Linked DNA regions of Arabidopsis thaliana: region 1 is linked to region 2. The links are chromatin contacts, called in public capture Hi-C maps. All regions are on one chromosome and are shown on one strand. The core of a region is the stretch at or near the end of the contact, and the rest is flanking DNA. Distances in the headings are between cores, read along the strand shown. Region 1 holds the start of AT2G44770 (ELMO/CED-12 family protein). Region 2 holds the start of AT2G44940 (Integrase-type DNA-binding superfamily protein).

What was found. Capture Hi-C pulls out chosen DNA fragments and counts their contacts.
Region 1: a capture Hi-C map of seedling shows a contact between it and region 2, with 1.5 times the contacts expected there. The contact joins the promoter of AT2G44770 here to the promoter of AT2G44940 in region 2.

Annotation. Positions count from the first base shown.
Region 1 is chr2:18,454,262-18,461,338 of TAIR10.1, reverse strand. It overlaps AT2G44770 (ELMO/CED-12 family protein), which reads right to left and starts at 4,017. Exons shown (of 10, transcript NM_130042.1): 1 at 3,758-4,017; 2 at 3,438-3,571; 3 at 3,062-3,171; 4 at 2,844-2,912; 5 at 2,540-2,655; 6 at 2,403-2,457; 7 at 2,098-2,218; 8 at 1,867-1,914; 9 at 1,654-1,748; 10 at 956-1,554. The coding sequence starts at 3,522. The coding sequence ends at 1,453. AT2G44760 (dihydroorotate dehydrogenase (DUF3598)) reads left to right here and starts at 6,409. Exons shown (of 5, transcript NM_130041.5): 1 at 6,409-6,979; 2 at 7,055-7,077. The coding sequence starts at 6,554. It also overlaps the pseudogene AT2G44780.
Region 2 is chr2:18,534,416-18,541,438 of TAIR10.1, reverse strand. AT2G44940 (Integrase-type DNA-binding superfamily protein) reads right to left here and starts at 4,262. Exons shown (of 1, transcript NM_130059.4): 1 at 2,960-4,262. The coding sequence starts at 4,145. The coding sequence ends at 3,258.

The DNA of each region.
Region 1 (7,077 bases), core at 2,768-5,267, 80 kb after region 2:
GACTTTTCAGACATTCCCTTAATTAAGCTTAATTTCTCATTAGTCGTTCTCATGCCTCTTTGTTATATAAACCATCACCGTTACCATTATTTCCTCCTCTTCACATCTTTAATTTAAAATAGCTCTCCACGTTTAAACCTCAAGATGGCAACGAATGGTCTTTTCCTTGTTATGGGCTTCATTGCTATCGACCCAGGCCCATCTGCAGGCCTGCAGTCTCTATGACTTAATTAGAGGCTAATCAATGGGCCAATTGCGTGGACTACACAGATTGGGTTGCGGGAAAGACTTTCAGGGTTGGTATTATAACTTATCGTACAAGAAAACTCTGTTTCGTTTTAGGTAAGTGGCTAATGTTAATCTTTGAAACAGAGTTCAAGTACGGTGGATGTGAATGTGGTTGACAAAGCCACATATGAATGGAGACGGCTCATCCGCGACAGAGAACCATTCCGATGGAGACACCAAAGTTGATCTGACGACAGTAGGACCAAACTATTTCATCTGTCCTACACCCGGTCACTGTCTTGGTGACATTACGGTCGTAGCCTCTCCTTTCTCTCCTCCACCCCAGACTCGCAGCCGTCTGATGGAACACACGAAGCTGATTCAGGGTCAACTACGCCATCAAATGATGCATCAAGCGGACTAATAGTAATAAGCTACGTGGTGGACTGGTGGTCGGGATGTCGTTGGTGTTGGCTTGCAATGTATGGATTATCAAGGTGTGTGTGAATTGATGTGTGAGCCACTGATCAGCCCTTCGTATTCGACATGATTATTGTGCTTAACTGAATTTAATAACAGATTAGTGAGAGCGCTAATCAGTTTTCTGATACATCAAATTAACAATTAGCCAGAGTGTAAGAATCTAGACTATAGTATAAGCGTGTTGATTGTAGTAGGGCTTTGTAGATCTAATAATTATTTTGTTGCTGTAGAATAACTCGTGACTGCTTGTGAAGGCCGTCTCTATTATTCACGCAGAATTTTCACAGCTATAAACAATCAAAGTAACTTCTTTTTTTTAATACACAAACAAATGAAGTTTTAACCTCGTGTAGAGTCTTTAACAGAGACTGCTTTTGAACTTGTGGACATCACCAAATGATTATTATCCCCACACAATAAGATCAATCACCCACACAGTAACTAAAAAACCTGAACGTTGTTAGAAAACAATTCCATTTTAGCTACACACTCCTTGCAACCAAATTGAGATTTATCCCAACCTCTCCCCGTCTCTCTCACACTCTTTTTCTTGTTTTAATATAACAAGTAACAACTCGGTGTTGAAGTTGTTTCTTAGAACCACCAAACACAAGAAAAGGTCAACGAAGAGGTAGAACCGAAAGCGTTGAAGATGAAAAGTGAAGAGAGAGAGAGAGTAGAGCAACCTTGTGTTATCCTGAGGTTAGAAACTCTTCTTACTATTTAATATCATCATAAGGGCTATTGATTGAGAAGAGCGTAGGAGGGTAAGTCCTCAAGATGCATTATGTCTTCCAGCATCAGCTCTCTCTCCAGCTGTCTCCTTGTTGATTTCATCACCGTCTATGTCATCCAATATATTCCAAGACAAAGCATCAGCATCGCATGTATGTATGTAAATGACCAAACTAATGTCAATGCTTTGTAACGACTATTACTTACGTTAAACTCCATGTATGAGGCACGCATTGAAAGCCATTGCTGATCCATTAGCTTGAATGCAATGCAATAAAGAAGGTCAAATGCAGATTCGTTCTCTGCTTACACAAATACCCAATACATTTATCTAAATCAGTGTCCACATCTAATTGAAGCACCATGTGTGGAAAAAGGCTTTTCATTATGATAAGACCACAGCATTGTGTGAGAGATTACCAGAAAGAAATTTCAGAAAAGTTGCCCCAACAATTGTTCGCGGTTTCACTGTACATTTTAAAAGTATATACATCAGAATGACAGACTATGAACAATATGAGACATCTGCCTAATGCATGCAAGAAGATTCTATAGTAGTTATGTGCTTCCCAATCCTATGACTCCAGATGTCAATAGCAACTATCACAATCATGAATCATGGTAGGTAAGTAAATTCATGTGGCTGTATACCTGCTTCAAGGTCAAGCATTTGGATGAGCATGAATGTTAAGTTGATACCAGCGACAGCAAAGGGGTATTCCCACACAGACCGATCCCCAACCTGTTTCCTCAGAAGGTCCTGGAAGGATTTCTGCAGCATATAGACATGTGCCGTTTAAACTAAGTGACATAAGTGGATCAGCAAGATCTATAAGAGGTGAATTCATGAATAACTGATTGATCGATAATTTATGATGCATGGAAAGTGAAATTTATAAAGGAAAATCAGCTCATTCTTTTCATGAAATGTTTGTATATGTAGTGTATAGGTATACCTGAAAGTTCCTGGCAAAGTACAGCAAGTTTTCAAGAGATATGAAACCACCACCCCTGCCAGATGATGCACTGTAAGTCAGAGAACATATGCAAGAAATACCTGTAACATAAATGATAAGGAAAGTCCGTGTTATACCTAAAATCTGTTGACGGATCTTTGCCCTGCCAACCCATCTCTTTCCACTGCTCAGATATTAATCCATGAAGCTCTTCTTCAGGAAAGGAAAGTTTCCACAGCTCCCTTAGAGCTTCCTAAGAGCATATGACGAAGTAACAAAGTAATCATCAAAGCTGGTACATTTGAATTTATGATGCTAGCTTACAGTAAAAAGGCCACGGGACGAAAAGATACAATATTCTACCATCTTCAAATGATGGTTCAAGTCCAATTTTGTTTATGAGAAATTCTGAAAGCTTAAAACCCCTCAAGAAAAGTGTACCTGATGCAAGGGTATTGTGCTATCATAAGCTACGTCAATGCGGTTCTGCAAACTCTGCAAGCATTCCTCCTGCAAATTCCAACAATAGGGTATTAGTAATTAGGTACCTGGATACACTTAGAAGTAAGGCAGCTAATCTAAAGAGGACAAACACGTTATTTATAATGTAGGGAACAATAAATGTAAACTTCCAACTCGAACAGTGGAAAGTCAAGTACCTGAGCAGGTGTTAGATCAAACGTAGAATTTGCGTCACTATCTCTTCTCTGAGCACAAACACAAGAAAGACCTCGGCCTAACCAAGCTGCTGATCCAGGCACAGCCTCAGCTATAACAAAACAAATAAACTCCAGTGTTATTGGAGCTACAGTGGTTTCAACAGAGGAATAGTACGCATAGGCACACTAGTCTAAATCTCTAATCCATAAAACTCTATAAAACCACACAGAAACAAAGCTTATAGACAACTCTATACTACGAAATCTGCCATATACTAAGGTTTAACATCAACCACAATTGTAGAGAGATAAGCTTAGATACTAAGAGAAGCAGAAACGCTTTTCTCAATGAAACGCTAAGAGATGATGAAAATACCAGATGATGAATTGTAAACGCTTCCTCGTTCGAGACCCTGAGAAATCCGCCTAACAGCTACGAACGAGCCTTCTCTATCATCCATCTCTCACTTTCTCTTATTCGCTCCTCCGATTCACTTCAAAATCTCCATCCTGCGAACAATCAAATGCAGAACCAGATAATTTCATCAGCAATCGAATTTTTAAAATCAAATCAATAAGAAACCAATCGGAAACCTGATCAACTACTACAGACACAATGCGAATCACAAAAAACGTCACGATTGATACAGCGAGCTTCAAAAACCAAAAATAAAGTAAAGAGGAGAATTCAATCACCGTCGAGGATCGAAAACTCAAAACCAATCGAATCAAATAGCGATCAACTTCGAATCCTCAATGAAAACAGAGAAAGAGAATCTTGCGCGAAGAGCAAAGCAAGAAAGCAACAGCTTCAAGATCTACTGAGTGACGCCGGATATTTATCGGCGATAGAGATAATCGGACGGCGAAATCAAGCGAAAGAGGAGAATAAGGAAGAAAAAAAGATTTCAGCATAAATTTTTGCCGTTTCTTTAATTGTTTGGAGGTTTGGAAATAAAATAAAAAAGGAAAATGAGATTTTTATAGTTACGACGGACAGGGCTGGTGTACAGGTGGCAATTAGGCTGGAGGACCCCGCGCGTGTACTTCAATCGTTTTCAGCGTCGCCGTCACAAGTCATACCGGACTAAAATAAAAAGTGACTTTGGTTAGGTCATTAAGCATTGGTTAATTAATTTGGCACTTAAGTCAAACGTCAACGACTTTTTAATCCCTTTTTTTTTGTCGTAATATATGGTATAACACAAGTCATAGAGTTCTGATTTTTTTCCTTCAACTACCATTAGAATAAGTAGATGCAATTTTGACGTATATTGTATTATGTATTTTTCTGAGTTTAAAATCGAAATTTTGTAGATCGTCACGCGCCGGTCGGCGACAATTGCAAAAGGCGAGGGATGGGCCATATATTTTGATGTGTGAAGTTTAACTAAAGCCGGCCTCCGTATAATTACTCATTGTTTTCTGGTCCACCGGATTGTTAATCAATCATCCAACACATGTGACATGTCCCTATAAGGAGGTTTTTTAAAAACTATGTCAAAACTTGAGGAAATGTTACATTTACAGCAAGCAAAATCAGAAACTAGCCCCTATTACAATTCTTTTTTTTTTTTTTTTTTTTTTGAATTGCAATCTTTATAGAGCTTTATGGTTATGGTACGTGTAATCTTTATAGTCCACGTGATTTAGCGTGAATGGAACTCAAGACTGGTCGCTACCATCAACACTATGGAAACTTTCGCGAGCACATGCACATCATTACTCTTTTTCAGAACATTCTTTTCCTCTATCCAACTAAATCAAATTTTCTATTCAATTGGCCGGTTATCTGAATTCTACTTCACTTGCATTTCATATTTTCTAAAGTACTGAAAATTTAGCTACCATCATATGAACTATTTTATTCGTGAATTTTATATAAGTGAAAGCTGGTGTCGCTAAGTATATATACAAATTAGATCGAATATTTAACCATGTTAAAATTTACGTTTGTTATCTGAAGTTGAGTTGCGTTAAAAGTTTTCCTAGATTCCAACGATTATCCTTATATGCTTGGAAAAAAGCAAGAACATAGATAATTGCTACACCTTTACTTGAAGTCAAAGTAATAGCCTTTCTATGTACGGGTATTATCAAGAAAACATATACATATCTTCTTCTTTTTTGTTGATAAACATACACATTATTTTTATAAATAGAGATTTCATACCAAAATTTATAATAGAAACGAGAATTATTCTTTAAAACATTCATATAATGGTTAGTCATAATTAAAAAAATTGCCATGATAAAACATGAACTATATATATTTTCACGTAACACTTCAAGTACTTAATCAAAATCTCATAAAAATATTCAAATTGGTAATCCAACTAATGATATATTCATTTAGAAAAACTTATAATATTTTATAGAGTCACCTTATACATTGTCAAACCTAATTTAACCTACACCTATGACCTATAAAAAATCCCTAAACTTCCTAATTAAAAAATTACTTAAAGAGAATATTTGACAGAGAAAACTATAAGATTGTTGATGAACGAATAACAAACAAGTAAATCTTGGGTTGTCGACTGACCAAACCAATTAACGCAAACACAATATATCTCTATATATTATCAAATATCAGCATCATAGAAACAATAAATAAATACGAAACTATGAAGCAATAGTGACACAACAGGTACAACTACCGTTGCACCAGTTGGAATAGATATCCTCTTCTGATTCTGAAACCTGATTTACCTTCAGATTTGGTCAAAGCTCTTAGTTTATGGCCTTCATGTAATGTTTTTTCCGCTGTCAATTTTGTCAACTAAAGTATTTAATATCACTACTTATTTCGTTTTCATGTACTGTATTTTATTACCTTCCTTTAGCTTTACGCAAAAAAAAAAAAAAAAACTACTTTCCAATGACCTTTGTCTGGTCAATGCTTCATTCGCCAATGCACCATTCCAACATACTTATTTTGAAAACTCAAAAACCATCAATCCGAAAAATTCGTCTTGGTGTTAGTATTCAATGTCTTGATCTCCAGATTGCACGTATATGAATCAATATTAATACACCAAAAAGTTTTTAAAATTGAGATTGAAAAAGTCATCATTACACCTTTTTAAGCTAAAGAAAGAAAGAAAGAAAACCTCCTTTATAAAACTCCCCGTGGTCCATTAACTTTGTCGGCCTTAAAGGAAACGTCGATCACCAGTAACCTTCCTACCAATCACAAGTTCACTTCCCAAAAAAACTACGAAAAAGAAAAGTAAAGAAGATGCTATACTGATTCTTTTTTGAACAAACTCATATTTCCCATCTAGGATCATAATTCATACATTTAGACAGTTGAGCCCAAAATATTGAATGTTATGGGCCTAAGCCTGTATTAACGGTCTACTATATACTTCTTAAATATTGATAATTATGGGCCTAAGATTGTATTAACGGCCCATTTAGTTATCATTCTATGTTTCAACGCCATCTTGCGAGTCACTTTGCTTAGTTCTTCTCATCATCATCTTCTCTATGATTCTTCAGAAAACGATGCAATCACCATTTCTTCATCTCTGTAAAAGCTTCACTTCTTCTTCTCCACTTTCATGTCACAACCACAATATATGCTTTGGATTTCATAATGCTCTGTTATCTCCTTCAATCTGCAATTTCCAGCGACGAAACAATGTCAACGGGAGAAAAATCGTTGCGCAGGGATCAAGACTAAACGACGGAAATAGCCGTCCGGCGGGAAACAAAGGGAAAGTAAGTCTGAAAGGTAACAAAGAGAATATATGGAGCGTTGACAACGAAATGGCGGAGAAGGATAAGCGTAAGGTGAAGCCAAAAGGAAGAAAAAGCGGGAAGAGATTAGGTGGAGGAAGAAAGGGTAAATTCGGTAGAGTTTTGGTTTCAGGGACGATGTTGATCGAATCCGAGACTGTTCTTCAAACTCAGGTATCGATTTTCAGATTTCAATTTTCTCAAATTTTCGTCTGTTAGCTAATTTCTGATTGAAATTGATTTTGTTAGGAGCCTGTGATAAAACCAGTTTG
Region 2 (7,023 bases), core at 3,013-5,512:
GTAAGAAATTAAATACGTTTCTTATAGTAAGGAAATTCATGACTATATTATTATTTAACAATGCAACTATACATAAGAATCGTTAGCAAAATATTTAGTAATAAGTTTTCCTTGTTCCTATTTTTTCGTTGTTATATTTACGAACATTTTGACACATTATCTATATATATTATACAGTGGTTTTTGTTTTTGTTTTTGAGGTAAAACTGTAAAAGAGAAAGAAAATAGCTTAAACCAACAAGAAATAAAATAAGGTCACGCACATAAATAAGTAAACTAAGACCAACAAGAAAATAGCTTAATACACTGTCAACCTGCATTTTTCTCTTTTAAAAGCATAATATTGACGAAAGAGGAAAACAATCATACACTTAGTATCTTAATTACTTTTCCTAAAGCACTACGACTCCATTTTCTTCAATTTTATCTTTTTTGTGGAACTTGATTTTTTTTTTTTAATACAACTATACACATTTCAAATCTTTTTCATTTTACTCTATATTTTATTTGGTAACAACAACAAAAAAATCTGATCTTATTAGTCTATTATACTTGTTGAAATTAATTACCTTGAAAATAGTGTCACGGGACAAGATCAATTTCGATCCAAATAATTCGAATTTATGATAAAAATTAAGTTTGTATACTATTTTCAACATTTTCAATATAATTAGCTCCCTCTTGGTATACATAGGGTTCCTTTTCCTTTGCTTTTTTGAATTAGATATATTATTGGTTTTACACATTGCTAGTAAAAAAGAAGAGATAATATATCTATAGTTGTACCGTCCAATAATACGGAACCAGTGGCAAATATCGTAGTCTTAAGAATATAAAATGGACTGATTAAGAGTCTGTCCATAGTTAGGTTTGCATGCCACAAGATGCCAAACAACAAATTCACCTTCTTGTATCTTGTCAGTCAGGTAATCGTCCAAACAATCCAGGTACATACAAAATTTAATCAATGCTATTTTGATTGGTGAAACACTAAAACTGAAACCAAAACTTTTTATGGTTTATCAAAAATATATTTATTAGATGACTCGCTCTTTCTTTGAATATCTATTAATTTGCTACACTTCTAAATTAAAGTTAAAACTGTTTTAAAACGTATAGTCCGCGACTACAGTTGCAAAAAAGAAATTCAAGTCATTGTTATCTTTTTTTTTTTTAAATGCATGTCAGGTAGGAATATTATATATATATATATATAGTATATAATCCCATTTCAATAACACTCAGAAGTTTCCAAAAAAGAAACACAAATGGTCGATTAGGAATTGTGGAGGATACGTATGAACGTACCTAACGTTGTATACAGAACGCGATATAAATAAAGTAATTGATCATAGGCTGCTATAAATTGGAGACTTAAATTGTCTACATACATTCAAAGCTTAAAATCATGAGAAAATAGAAAATTAACCCATCAATTAATTATTATTACCATGTTTTGAGATAATGATAGTGAGCTCACTCGTACACCCACTATGTTTCTATTTAATGACCTGTCTTCAACTATCCCTACGTCTCACCAAATCAACATATATAGTACATGTATATTCGAGTATTACAAATTTTCAAGGGCAATTATAAACCTAACCTTTTTCTCCCTTCGATATAAAGGTCGAGTTCCAATCTCAAAACTAAACTTAACCATCGAATGAAACACTTGATATATGAGTATAATACGAATTTTGTTGTGGACGATAAATCTATTTTTGAAAGATGTGTATTGTATAATGAGTTTGATTCGTTTATTTTTTGTTTGTTTAGTACTAACCTATGTGTGAGCAAATCGTTTCATGTAGTGGGTTTTCACCTATTTTGCCATTTACTGTTGTTGTATGTTATGAGTCTTATGACAAAAAAAAGAATTATTAAATAAAATTAGTTTTATATATAACAAAGTTATTTGTCACTCTCAAATCTAAGGGTCCAATATGTTTGGGAATCAATAACAGTCTTAAATTGCCTCATAGTGGTGAACAAAGTAAGGTGTTGGCCAAAAGCAATCACCTTATTACAGTTTTATATCCTTTCACTTTTGACATATATTAAAGAAGTGGACAAACAAACAAAGTTAAAAAACACTATTAAAACACTAAAATTAACAACAAAAAATGTTAAAGTTGTAGATAAAAGAACCAAAGACATCATCACCATGTGACTCATGTTATTTTCCAACACCTAAGTTTGATTTGTTTTATATATAACAATTAAATAATTTATCAAAAGTTTGTCTTCTTCACTGTCAATTTTCACAATCATCATCTCATCAAAACTCATACACTATATATGACATATTAATCCGAAAAGGAAAAGGTAGTTATAAAACTAGCCCAAGAACGTGGATTACGTGTGACTGCGTTAATTAATGATGCTCTTTACAAATATGCATCTTAGTTAATGTTGGTAATAATTAAGTATGTACTAAGCGAACAATATAACGATCTTTGTCAACAAGTGAAATACATTTAAAATGCAAATTTTACTAATTCAAATAGTAATCGATAAATGGACTTGAGAGAGAGAGAGCAAAATCCTTAGTAATTGCGGTTGCCGGTAACTAGATAGAACTAGTTTGAAGAAAAGGATGTACTAAATCACTAATATGTACTCCATTTGTACCTTTTTATTTGATTGTTTAGAAAAAACACATATATTAAGAAAAGATATTAAATGTTGATTATAAATGTATTATTTTTAGTGTTTTACAGTTTTCTATAACTTTAAACCAATGATAATTAACTATTTTTCTTGAAAATTACAATTTATCAATACTAACCAATAAATATTATATGGAAAACTTAAAAAATCAATCTTTTAGAAACAATTTTTTTTTCTAAACAATCAAAAAAAAAAAAATAGAGGGAGTATATGTTATTTTTATTACTGATTAACTAGGCTAAAATGTATTGATATTGACAGAATAAGTATTTGATAAATGAGAATGTTTGTGAATAAATCATATTGAATTCTAACAATAATAGGGTCTAAAAAATACTCTCAAACGATTTTTGTAAGGCTACATTATATTATTCTGCAATATTTCAACATGTTATCACCACATTTATATTACACAAACACGATTTTGCTAGGAAAAAAAAAAGAAATTGTTTCTTTACAAAAAATCAATATCACTCAAGTTGGAAAGAAAAAAAAATATCAAACGTAAATAGAGAAAATGAAGAAGAAGTAAATGGCAAACTAATAAAGTGTTAGTGAGAGCTCTCTCGAGAGGGGTACTTTAGTCATTCAGATAGAAAAAACGGCTCTTCAAGCCGAAACCCAGCATCGGCTCCACAAAGCTGCCACGTGGACGAGTAGTAGCAAAACGCATCGTTTCGTATCATCATCTCATTCTCATCGGTAAACAAATCCGGCAAATCAAACAGCTTCTCTTCCTCACTGTCTTTGTCCGTACACGCCGAAGTCGAAGCACACGAAGCTTCCGAATACTCTTGACTCTGAGTCGTCGTCGTCGTGCTTGTGTCCGAAGAAAACAACTGAGCCACCACGGCTCGACTCGGCTCGGCTTCAACTATTTCAGCCACTTCAGAATTACTCACATCGTTGACCGAATCTTGCCAGTTAACGGCCGCTAAAGAGGCGGCGGCTTGAATGTCTTTAGGAGAATTTGTGACTGGACGAGGAAGCTCGCCGGCTAACTTGGGAAAATTGAGGTAAGCCGTTGTACCTTTAATGGCTAAAGCCGCTACGTCATGAGCTCGAGCTGCCATCTCAGCCGTTGGATAAGTCCCGAGCCAGATTCTTGATTTCTTTCTCGGCTCTCTAATCTCCGACACCCATTTTCCCCAACTCCTCATCCTCACTCCTCTATACGTCGGATGTTTATCTCCACCGTTGGTCTTTCGCCGTTTCCCACCTCCACCGTTTTGATCATCATCGTCTTCAACGGAGACTAACGATGACAATGATCTTCGAGATGCTTTTCTTTTAGAGTTGTCTTCCTCAATGAAGTTAGAATTTGTTGATGACGAAGAAGAGGAAGATGTAGTAGGTGAAGAGGACAATGAGGCGGAAGCGGTGATGGAGGAGGAGGAAGATACGGCGGGGATGGCGGAGGAGATAAAGGTAACTTGAGAAACACTACTCTCTATGTTGATTTGTCTTGCCATTGTTATGAGAGAAGAAGCTTTAGAGAGATGGTTGCACAAAAATAGATGTGAAGTGGGCTGTATTAATATTCCTCCACAATCTTTTTTTTTTCTTTGGCTTTTTCATATTATATGGAAAAAAATATAATGTTTTTTCTTTATAATAAAACGAAGGAGGCAGTATGGAATGGGGTCCATAGAACAAAAAAGATATTATTGAGATTCACAGTTTCAGCGAACCAGTTTTGTTCCATGTGAAAATAAATTGAAACAACATGGTTTTATTTATTATGTACATACACAACAATTTTGTTATTAAAAGGAAAAATATTATGTATTTTATTGAGGGAAAAAAGAACAAAAATTAATTGCATGGCAAGTCGTTTAAACTTTTTTTTTTTTTACTTTTAGTCTAATATGGCCCGACCCTCGTGCATGTGCGTCACCTCTTAACACATGAATTTCCCATCTTCTACTTTTATTCGTCCAAACAAAATTGGAGTTAGTGTCACGTCGTCATTTATAAAAATTTAGCATCTATTCTAATTTCTATTTCTCGTAGAGTTTTTTCTTTTTCGTAAATATGTTAGATTGGTTAAATTAAGAAATAGAGTACGAATACAATGCCAAGACTCGGATAGAACCCATACACAAATGTTGTTTCGGAATTTTCATTATCAGACTAAAAATTTTAAGTATATATTAATCTATATACTATACGTAATTAAAAAAGGTTAAACGATAATGGGCGATTTTAAAATAATTAATTTAAATTTGAAAGAACATTATCAAACCCCAACCCCAAAACCCTATATTATTGGGGTCTATTAAAAGACTTGTCAGAGTTTTTGTTTTCTAAATTAAAAGAACGTCACTTTTTTCGAGTAAATAACCTAGTTAACGACTTACGACAGTAACTAATTATGTCCAAATAATCAAATTACATGTCGGCTCGAGGTATTTGTTTACACGTGCCGTAAATAAGTCGAGTATACACTAGGAGTAATAAAATAAAGAAACACAAGATTCACACCTAGCCTCCTTGACCAAAGCATTAAGCCATCTCTTTCAATTAATTAATTTCATAATTAAATGTCATTAAGCTTTTTGTTTCCTTCTCGAGAGGAAAAATAAAGGCATGAAAGCATAATTGAGATGGCTGTCCACGTCATTAGATTTTAATTAATACGAATGGGTCTAGGTATTTAATATAAAACGTACACGTACCATATCAAATTTATGTGAAGGAATATGTATAGAACGTAACTATATATATGTTATTGTATCTGTGTAAGACTGTTAGTACGTCATATTCGATTCGGCGCCATTATAATTAATTAGGAAACCACTTTACTTGATATTTATTGTATATATGGCCATTGGCCACCACAATAAATAGAAAATACTCCTTCCATTTAATTATTTCCCCCAGTTGTTATTATAAAAGAATTCATTGAACAATTAATGAACGACATTATTAACACGTATATGTAATTATGTGTACAGTATATGTACATATACACATGCAGGCACAGATTCTCTATATATGCTCATAGTTGTGAAATAAATCGAGCTAGTAGCTTAGTACTGTCCACTTCAGGAAAGTGTGGCTATTGTTCATTTAGAATCTTTTTAGTTGATTGAGGAATATTGACCCCATTAGTCACACTGATCTGCAGGTTCTCATTTGTTTTATTATATAGTCCAATTATATTTTATATGATATTGTCATTCATCCTTCGTGATTATAATTGACATCACGGTGTGATAGACTGATAGCTGCGATGATGGTACATTGTGGTAAAATCATGAAATGATGAAAATGGTATACAGTTCAAAAACGTTTTTATATGGTAGGTACATAATAGTAGTAGAATAATGAAAATGATGACAATTGTACAGGTGAATAACGTTTTTATATTTCAATCATAAAACGTCAAAATATATTAGAAATTGACACAAGTTGGTTTTCGTCGAAAAAACAGAATACTTATATTTGTCAATGATTTATATTTTAATATTCGTAATTGATCCTAGCATTTTGGGTAGTAGCTGGAAAATTCTGATATGCGAGTTTCCATATTCAAAACGGAGACCGACTTTTATATCATAACGACTAGTTTCTTTGAGTGGTGATAACATGTGTGTGTGTTTTGATCATTAGAGAATATTGGTAAGAGAACAATTAGGAATTCAAACTATCGCTAAGTATGAACTCAAGTAGTAAGAGTTATATATGGTAGGTGTATTTTGGAAATAAATTAGGAATAATTTCGGTATATCTCTGCAATATATAGTTTGAAAATATACGACGGTAGGTTTGAAATAAATTAAAACACAACGTAGCTGATTGAGCTTTTTCTATTTGTTAAACAACTGTGATTGAGTTTGATAGATTAAAAACAAGTTTTCGTGTATATATACACAATTTTAAGTTAGAATCATACAGATAGATACAAAATAAAAGTCTAAAAAACCAAGAAAGAGAGAGCAGAGATTGTGGGAAAAATCTGCGAGCGATATACGATGATTGATGTGAGATTTAATAATTTTATATAAGTCAATGGGCACACATGGCGCACATGCCACTCGTTTTTAATCGTACAAAAATAAAATATCAAAGACTTAAAGAAAAGGAGAACCACTATTTTTATTTTTTCAACAAAGAAAAAAACAATTAGTTAAAAGGAAAACACAAATAGAATGAGAAAATTCCTCTAATCTTCATGTTACATTATTCATATCATCGATCGGCGAAGAGTTAATACGGTGTCAGCATGCAACCAAAACTGGTAGTAAAGAAAGAACCAATCAAATGTCGCCATCTGGTTAATACTAGTGTGATCAACGGTGGAGATCAGATCTCAACGACGTTGTATATAAGGATGTTTTTTGATAG